Regions from separate parts of the Mus musculus genome. Here region 1 is linked to region 2. A link is a contact called in public targeted proximity ligation data. All regions are on one chromosome and are shown on one strand. The core of a region is the stretch at or near the end of the contact, and the rest is flanking DNA. Distances in the headings are between cores, read along the strand shown. Region 1 holds the start of 1810055G02Rik (RIKEN cDNA 1810055G02 gene). Region 2 overlaps Lrp5 (low density lipoprotein receptor-related protein 5).

Region 1 (3,399 bases), core at 659-3,158, 84 kb after region 2:
TGCCAGAAGAGGGCATCAGAACTCATTATAGATGGTTGAGAGCCCCTGTGGTAGAGCAGCTGGTGCTCTTAACTGCTGAACCATTTCTCCAGTTCTCCCCCAACCCCCACATGCCGGTTTATTTTGTTTTTTAAGGTGTCACTATGTAGCCTTGGCCTGGAACTCACAGAGATCCTCCTGCCTCTGCCTCCTGAGTGCTGGGATCAGTGGCATGCACCACCACACCCTACTATCTGTTTTTCTTAGGAGAGAAATGAGTACCTTGGCATTTGAGGAAGTTGTGAGTTGAACACCAGAGACTCTTGACATCTGAGGAAAGGGTGAACAGCACTACACGCCATTTCCATGGTTCAGGAGTGTTTTCACTGAGCACTGATATTGTATTTCTTCTTCTGGAACACCTTGGGGGATTAAAATAAACACAAAGCAAAAGGAGCTTGTCTGCCAGTGCCTTCCTCCAGCTGCTTTCAGCAAGCCATTGATGGGCAAATTCCACACAGCGGAAAGCAGGTTGTGCTGATGACAGCACAGCAAGGCTTATATATAGTCTTAATAGAGCTCAGAGCAGGGTCCATTGGTTTCTGATCCCAGGACTCAAGACAGGTTATAAAACTAGAAATAGGCCAGCCATGGTGGCACATACTTTTAATCCCAGCAGGCAAACAGATTTCTGTGAGTTCAAGGCTAGGATGATCTACATAGCAAGCCCCAAACCAGCCAGGGCTGGACTGTGAAACCCCAAACCAGCCAGGGCTGGACTGTGAAACCCCAAACCAGCCAGGGCTGGACTGTGAAACCTTGTCTCAAAACAAAACTGGCAACGATGATCGCTTTGGATGGGCATGGTAGGAGACCTAAAAAGGGTTTTACACAAATTGGCATTCAGTAGCAGAATTCACCTACTGACTTGCAAAACCTACTTTACGTTAAATTCTTTCTTTAAAAATTATGTATGCTGGATGCAGTGGCCCATGACTTTAATCCTAGCACAGGAAGTCATGAGGCAAGTGATCTCTGTGAGTTCAAGGACAATTGGATCTATGCAGAGTTCCAGTACAGAAGGGATACAAAGAGAGACCCTGACTCAAAAATAAAATACAAACATTATGTATGGGAATTTTGCCTACTCCAATACATATTATGTATGTACGTGCACTGGAGGCCTTAAGGCATGGAATCTCCTGGAACTGCTCTTTCAGATGGTCGTGAGCCACCGTGTGGATGCTGGGAATCAAGCGGGGTCATCTGCAAGAGCATCAGTGCTCTTAACTGCTGAGCCATCTCTCCAACCCTAATCTTTTAAAATTAAAAGCAAGTCTCACAGGCTTTCCATTTCGTCCCACGTGTCATGCCACGTGTAAAATTCCAAAGCCCTTTGTGAGACTGTTTCTGGACTTGAAAACAAAAGCGAGATCTTCTTGCAGGATTAAATCAGTGTATTGCCTTTCAGGTGAAATGCTTAGCCAGAAGCTGGCAGGTGCAGTGTGTGCAAAGCAAACCTCAGTAGCCAAGCCATGCCTGCGAGCAAGGACAAGGCTGGACCGCCTTAAGGAGTTGAATAGCCGATGGGAAGAAAGATCAGGAACCGGGTCAGAAGAGCCTCATAAAGTACCTCATGAGGCCTTCTAGAGCTGCCCTGTCCAGACCAGCCATCGTCCGAGTACATCTGCGCTCACCTGATCTGACCCCTCTTCTCCCCGGCTTCTGGGAAAAGCCCTAGACACAGACATAGCCTACAAGTCCCTGGATCGCTCACTTCCGTTAGATCGGCTCCAAATAGCTCTGCGTGGCCAAGGCGGGACCAAGTTGGAAGGCAGCTCCTGAAGCAGGCGTGGCCTAAACAAACCACGCCCACCGCACGCGGCCGCGCGTGCCAGCGACAGCCTATTGGTCCCGCTTTCGTGACGTCTTTCCGGGGCAGTCCGGGTGGGGTCCAGCGCGCACCAGTGAGCTGAGCTAACTGGGTTTCGCTGCGGTCCACGTCCCCGCGCGGGGCTGAATCGCTGAAGTGGCTGCGCTGCGGTGTGAGGGCCACGGGCCTGCCGCGTCCGGGTAAGTGACCCGCACTGCTGTCCAGGGAGCTGTCGTGAAGGCCCCATGAGCCGCTTGGGGATGGACAGCGAGGTGCGGGGCGGAGGAGGGATGAATGGGGACCCGGTGCGCTAGGCGGTGAGGAATGGAGATTCAAGGCGGAGGAGGGAGGAATGGGCCGAGCCCTTAGAGAAGCATGGATGCGCAGGAGGAGGAGGAGGAGGTGGGCTGACGGCGATCGCCAGTCGATGCTGGGCAGTTTGCGAGCACTCTACGGACATTCGAGAGTAGGCGAGTCTTGGATCAGGCTGTACCCTAGAAGGTGTTGGTCTCGGAAATAGTTGAGGCCTGCACCCCAAACTCTTCTACCTACCAATGAGGAAAATCCATCACATTTTTCCTTCCTCCTCATTTGTCTACTTGCCTGCCTCCCCTTGTGGCCGCTAGCTTGTGCGCTTAACGGTCTGGCTGGAGCTTAGAAGTCCAACTCTTAAAAACTTGTATTACTTACACCCCGACCCCTAGGAACCAGCTCTAAAATTTCAATAAGTCAACCAGCAAACTGTTTAAAATACAGGTTTTCCGTTTATAAATTAGACTCGCCTGTTGGACAGCAGAATATCAGAAATACTGGCTTAGCAAGCGTTTAGAACACAGACCTTTGGCATTTTGGTAGTGAGACCTGAACTTTCAGATACCTGGAGATAAGCGGTGCAGTTAAGATAATATTTAATGTTCTGGGATCGTGGGCTAATGTCTGCCACGTGGATACATCCTTTAGATCACAGGGCAATGTCTGTGTACATAATACGTCCAAGCAGGTGATGTGTCAGGATTAGGTAGGTGACTGTGGTTTGTCCTGTACTAGCTTTCCCAATTTCTGTTCTGTAATTGTGTAACTTCCCTAGCGTGGAGTAGAGACGGGGGCCCTGCTGATAGGGATTATTAATGGTCTTTGCTGAGTCTGGACTTCTTGAATTGAAATCTGTGTATGTCAGAGAAAAAGCTCACCAATTTGAGGTCTAGTGATGTGTATATAGCAATCCACACATCATAAAGGCATTAAAGGCAAGGCAAGATTGGGAGTGCAATCTGTCAAACAAACATTAGAGGAATTGGGCAGCATCTCAAGGGTTAGTTGTCACTTGGGGACTCACACAAGTCACCTGGCTGAACTTTAGTAGGAACAGCTCAGGAAATGCAGACTTAAAGTCTTATGTGTATAGACATTGCCCTGTGGTGGAAAGGGTGTGCCCGTGTGACACGATGGAATTGAGAACATGATACTGGCCTTCTTGTATGAGCTGGCAGAAGGTGTCCTGATGCTGATTCCCTGCAGATCCTGTGGGGACCAATTCCCAAAAAGAG
Region 2 (3,261 bases), core at 167-2,666:
GGAGCCATGGCTCAGAGCTCCAAGACTCACCGACAACCTTGGCCACATTCACAGCTTTGAGTCCCATCAGGTCGGGGAGTTGATCAATGATGACATCCCGGCTGGCCTTGACCTTGTGGACCCTTTCAATACTGCGTCTCTGCCAGTCGGTCCAGTAGATGAAGTCCCCCAGCAGTGTGAACCCAAAAATATGTGGGAGCTTGTCCTCAAGCAGGGTCTTCCGCTTTGTCCCATCTATGTTGATCACCTGTGTGAGGGCAAAAACGGGAGTCTGGATAGGCAGGGGCTGTACCAACCAAGAACCAACCTGGGGCCTGCCTCAGGCTCAAGTTGCCCCAGAGGCTCCTCTTTATCAGCACCTAACCAAGTGCCACAAGAGGCCAGCTATTACCAGACAAGTGACACTTCCCATGTCCTACAGCCTCTGTAGTCTGGTGTGCACACTGAACAGGCCAAGAGTCCTCTCTCCCTGACTGCTGATGAGGCATGAGTGGGGGCCTGGACTACTTACAGGGCGAGCTCTATGGGAAGGCTTCCTGGGATCTATTAGCAACGTCTGCTTAGGCCCTGGGTAGGCATACAGCACAGTTTCAAAGGGCCAGGCCAAACCACAATCTGGGCAGGTTTGTCCCTTCTGGGCACCTCTAGTGATAAATCAAACCCCACGGACCGGCGGTCCTTTCCTTCCTTGTCCATGCTGGCACAGAAGAGCCAAGTCTTCTTCTAGAAAAGACTATGCCGATTAAAACAAACATTTAGGCTGGGGTGTGGCTCAGCTGGCACAGTGCACACCTGGCATGATCCCACACACCAGAAGCTAGGCTTGGTAGAGCACGCAGATGATCCTAGCACTCAGGAGGTGGAAGGAAGGTCAGGGTCGTTCCCAGCTACATGACGATGTCAAGACCATCATGAGCCCCAGGACTCTCCTTTTGTTGGGGTGTTCTTCTTGTTGTTGTTAGTTTTTTTTTTTTTTTTTTTAATTATTTTATGTATGAGTGCTCTATCTGCATGTACACCTGTGTGCCAGAAGAGGGCATCAGATGCCACCATGTGTTTGCTGGGAATTGAACTCAGACCCTATAGAAGAGCAGCCAGTGCTCTTAAGCACTAAACCACCTCTCCAGCCCCCTGTTGTTGTTGTTTTTTAAAGCCACAGGATGAGTGGGACTCTGGTGACCCACGAAGATCAGCAGTGGCAATGGTGACATCCCAGGCACAGAGAAAAGGATGAGGAAACACACCAGGTAATTACAGACAAAGCTTGGCTGGCCTCCTGAGCAAGGCTGTACTTCTTGCTCATCAGGAGAACAGACAGCAAAAACTACAAGGCAGGCCTAGCACTGAATACTGTACTGCTACAGTTCACAGCAAGAGGTGAAGAGCAGCAGGTAAGACAGTGTAGTTCCGCCGCCTACTGCCAGGGGTCGCCCCCACTCTATCCCATGATCTTTTATTGAATGTCCTTGAATGAGTCTTTGCAGCCCATGGGCCTCAGTCTCCTGCATCGGAAAGACCAAACTAAAGACCAAAGCTGGGCTCCAATCTATAGCCATTCAGAGTTGGAGACCATCAGAGCTGCTGAGAACTAGGTAGGGGCAGGTGCTCCGGGAGGTGTGAAGGGTCTTGGCTGGAGGCTGCAGCTAGGGCTGAGCTAGGTGCCTCAATGGTGTTAAGTGACCAACAGAGGGCAGTAACAAATAGCCTCAGTTCACACAGCCCAGAGTCCATTCTTTTGTTTTGTTTTTTGTTTTGTTTTTCAAGACAGGGTTTCTCTGTGTAACCTTGACTGTGCTGGAACTCACTCTGTAGACGAGGCTGGCCTTGAACTCAGAAATCTGCCTGCCTCTGCCTCCCTAGTGCATCTGACAACCACTTCCCTGCTAGAGTTCATCCTTATGTTCCCATTACAAGACACACAGGTGGTGCACAGGCCACCAGCTATGGGTAAACCGTCTGGGGGAATGGTTGACCCCAGCACAACCCATTAGCACAGGGAGCTCCCCCTCCTGGGGGAGAAAGACTCAGGAAGAGCAGGTGAGGGAGGAGATGGACAAGCAGGGCTCTGGGTTACCTAGTGACTAATTCCACAATACAAGCCAAACTGGGACTGGGATAAAATAAGCCCCACCCGAGGAAAGACACTGCTCCAGGGTTAACCGGCCAGCAGTCAGATCCCTGCACCCTCTCCTCTGCCCCACCTCCCTGTGAGTGAGTGCATGTGCCACAGTTTGAGTATGGAAGTCAGAGGAGAATCAGGAATCAGCCCTCACCTTCCATCATGTGGGTTCCAAGGCTCTGAACATAATTATCACAGGCTTGGTCACAAGCAACTTCACCTGCTGAGCCATCTTGCCTTGCCCCTGTTGTGTTCTTTTTTTTTTTTCTTCCTTCCTTCCTTATCTTTCCTGAGATAGGATCTCATATAGCCCAAGCTGGCTTCCAGTTCACCATTTCTGCTCCTCCTGCCTCTGCCTGCTAACACTGGGATCACAGGTGTGCACCACCATGTTTAGCTCATGCACGACAGACAGGCATCCTATCACCCGAGCTACATCCCTAGTCCTATTGATCAAACTAAACTTTGCAAGCATGGTAAAGTGAGCTGCAGTAGGAACACACTTTACTTGGATCCATTCTAGAACAGTGAAAGAAGCCCACAGAGAAACTGGGGAAAACGGGTGGCGGATACCTGGTGGCCACGCCTTGGCTCCCACTCCTGAGCTGCCCTGAAGCAAAATGAGAAGAGGCCAGAGCTTTCTCGGCCAGGTCCAGCCACACCCAGGGTGAGGACAAGATTGGATCTGGGCTAGCACAGTGGCAGAGCTTCCCAGGGGGAACGCCTCTGTGTGACTAAGGGACCACACCTCATGTCATCCTTTAGTAAGGATCACAGGTCCTCTTAGACCCGGAAGAAATGAGAGTAAGCAGTTCTTACCTGCTCTAACATGTGGGAATAGAAATTACAGAAATGTCCTATGGTGGCTGTGTGTGTTGTACATGCTAAGGGCCATACTCGAGCACTAGGAAGTTACATCCCCAGCTCCTCTTTTTAGCATCATGACTAGTTGCTACACATCTGCACAATTAGCTCAGGTGGTCTCTGGTCTTCCCTAGACCCTTGAGCCTAAGGAGGGGCTGTCATTCAAGTTTCCCATGGGACCAATTCTGCAGCTGCCACCTTCCCTGGGGTCACACACTTCCATGAATTCCCAAACCAGGCAGGATTGGGCTGGGGGGGGGGGGGGATTCAGAGAACAT

The links.
Region 1: a contact with region 2 is called in a targeted proximity ligation map of intestinal villus epithelium, with 26 read pairs. A contact is called at or near these places in 17 of 39 promoter capture datasets (the 3T3-L1 cell line, 3T3-L1-derived adipocytes, the C10 cell line and 13 more), 183 of 484 Hi-C or Micro-C datasets (the 4T1 cell line, B cells, the BV-2 cell line and 83 more), 61 of 130 datasets of targeted methods (CD4 single positive thymocytes, CD8 T cells, the G1E-ER4 cell line and 35 more) and 4 of 9 other capture datasets (adipose tissue, embryonic stem cells, liver and 1 more).

Annotation. Positions count from the first base shown.
Region 1 is chr19:3,706,385-3,709,783 of GRCm38.p6, forward strand. 1810055G02Rik (RIKEN cDNA 1810055G02 gene) reads left to right here and starts at 1,909. Exons shown (of 4, transcript NM_028077.3): 1 at 1,909-2,052. Gm36608 (predicted gene, 36608) reads right to left here and starts at 1,784. Exons shown (of 3, transcript NR_167751.1): 1 at 1,677-1,784; 2 at 262-401.
Region 2 is chr19:3,622,480-3,625,740 of GRCm38.p6, forward strand. It overlaps Lrp5 (low density lipoprotein receptor-related protein 5), which reads right to left. Exons shown (of 23, transcript NM_008513.3): 8 at 31-247. Among named protein-coding and RNA genes, the nearest start is that of n-TAagc9, 48 kb to the left of the region's middle.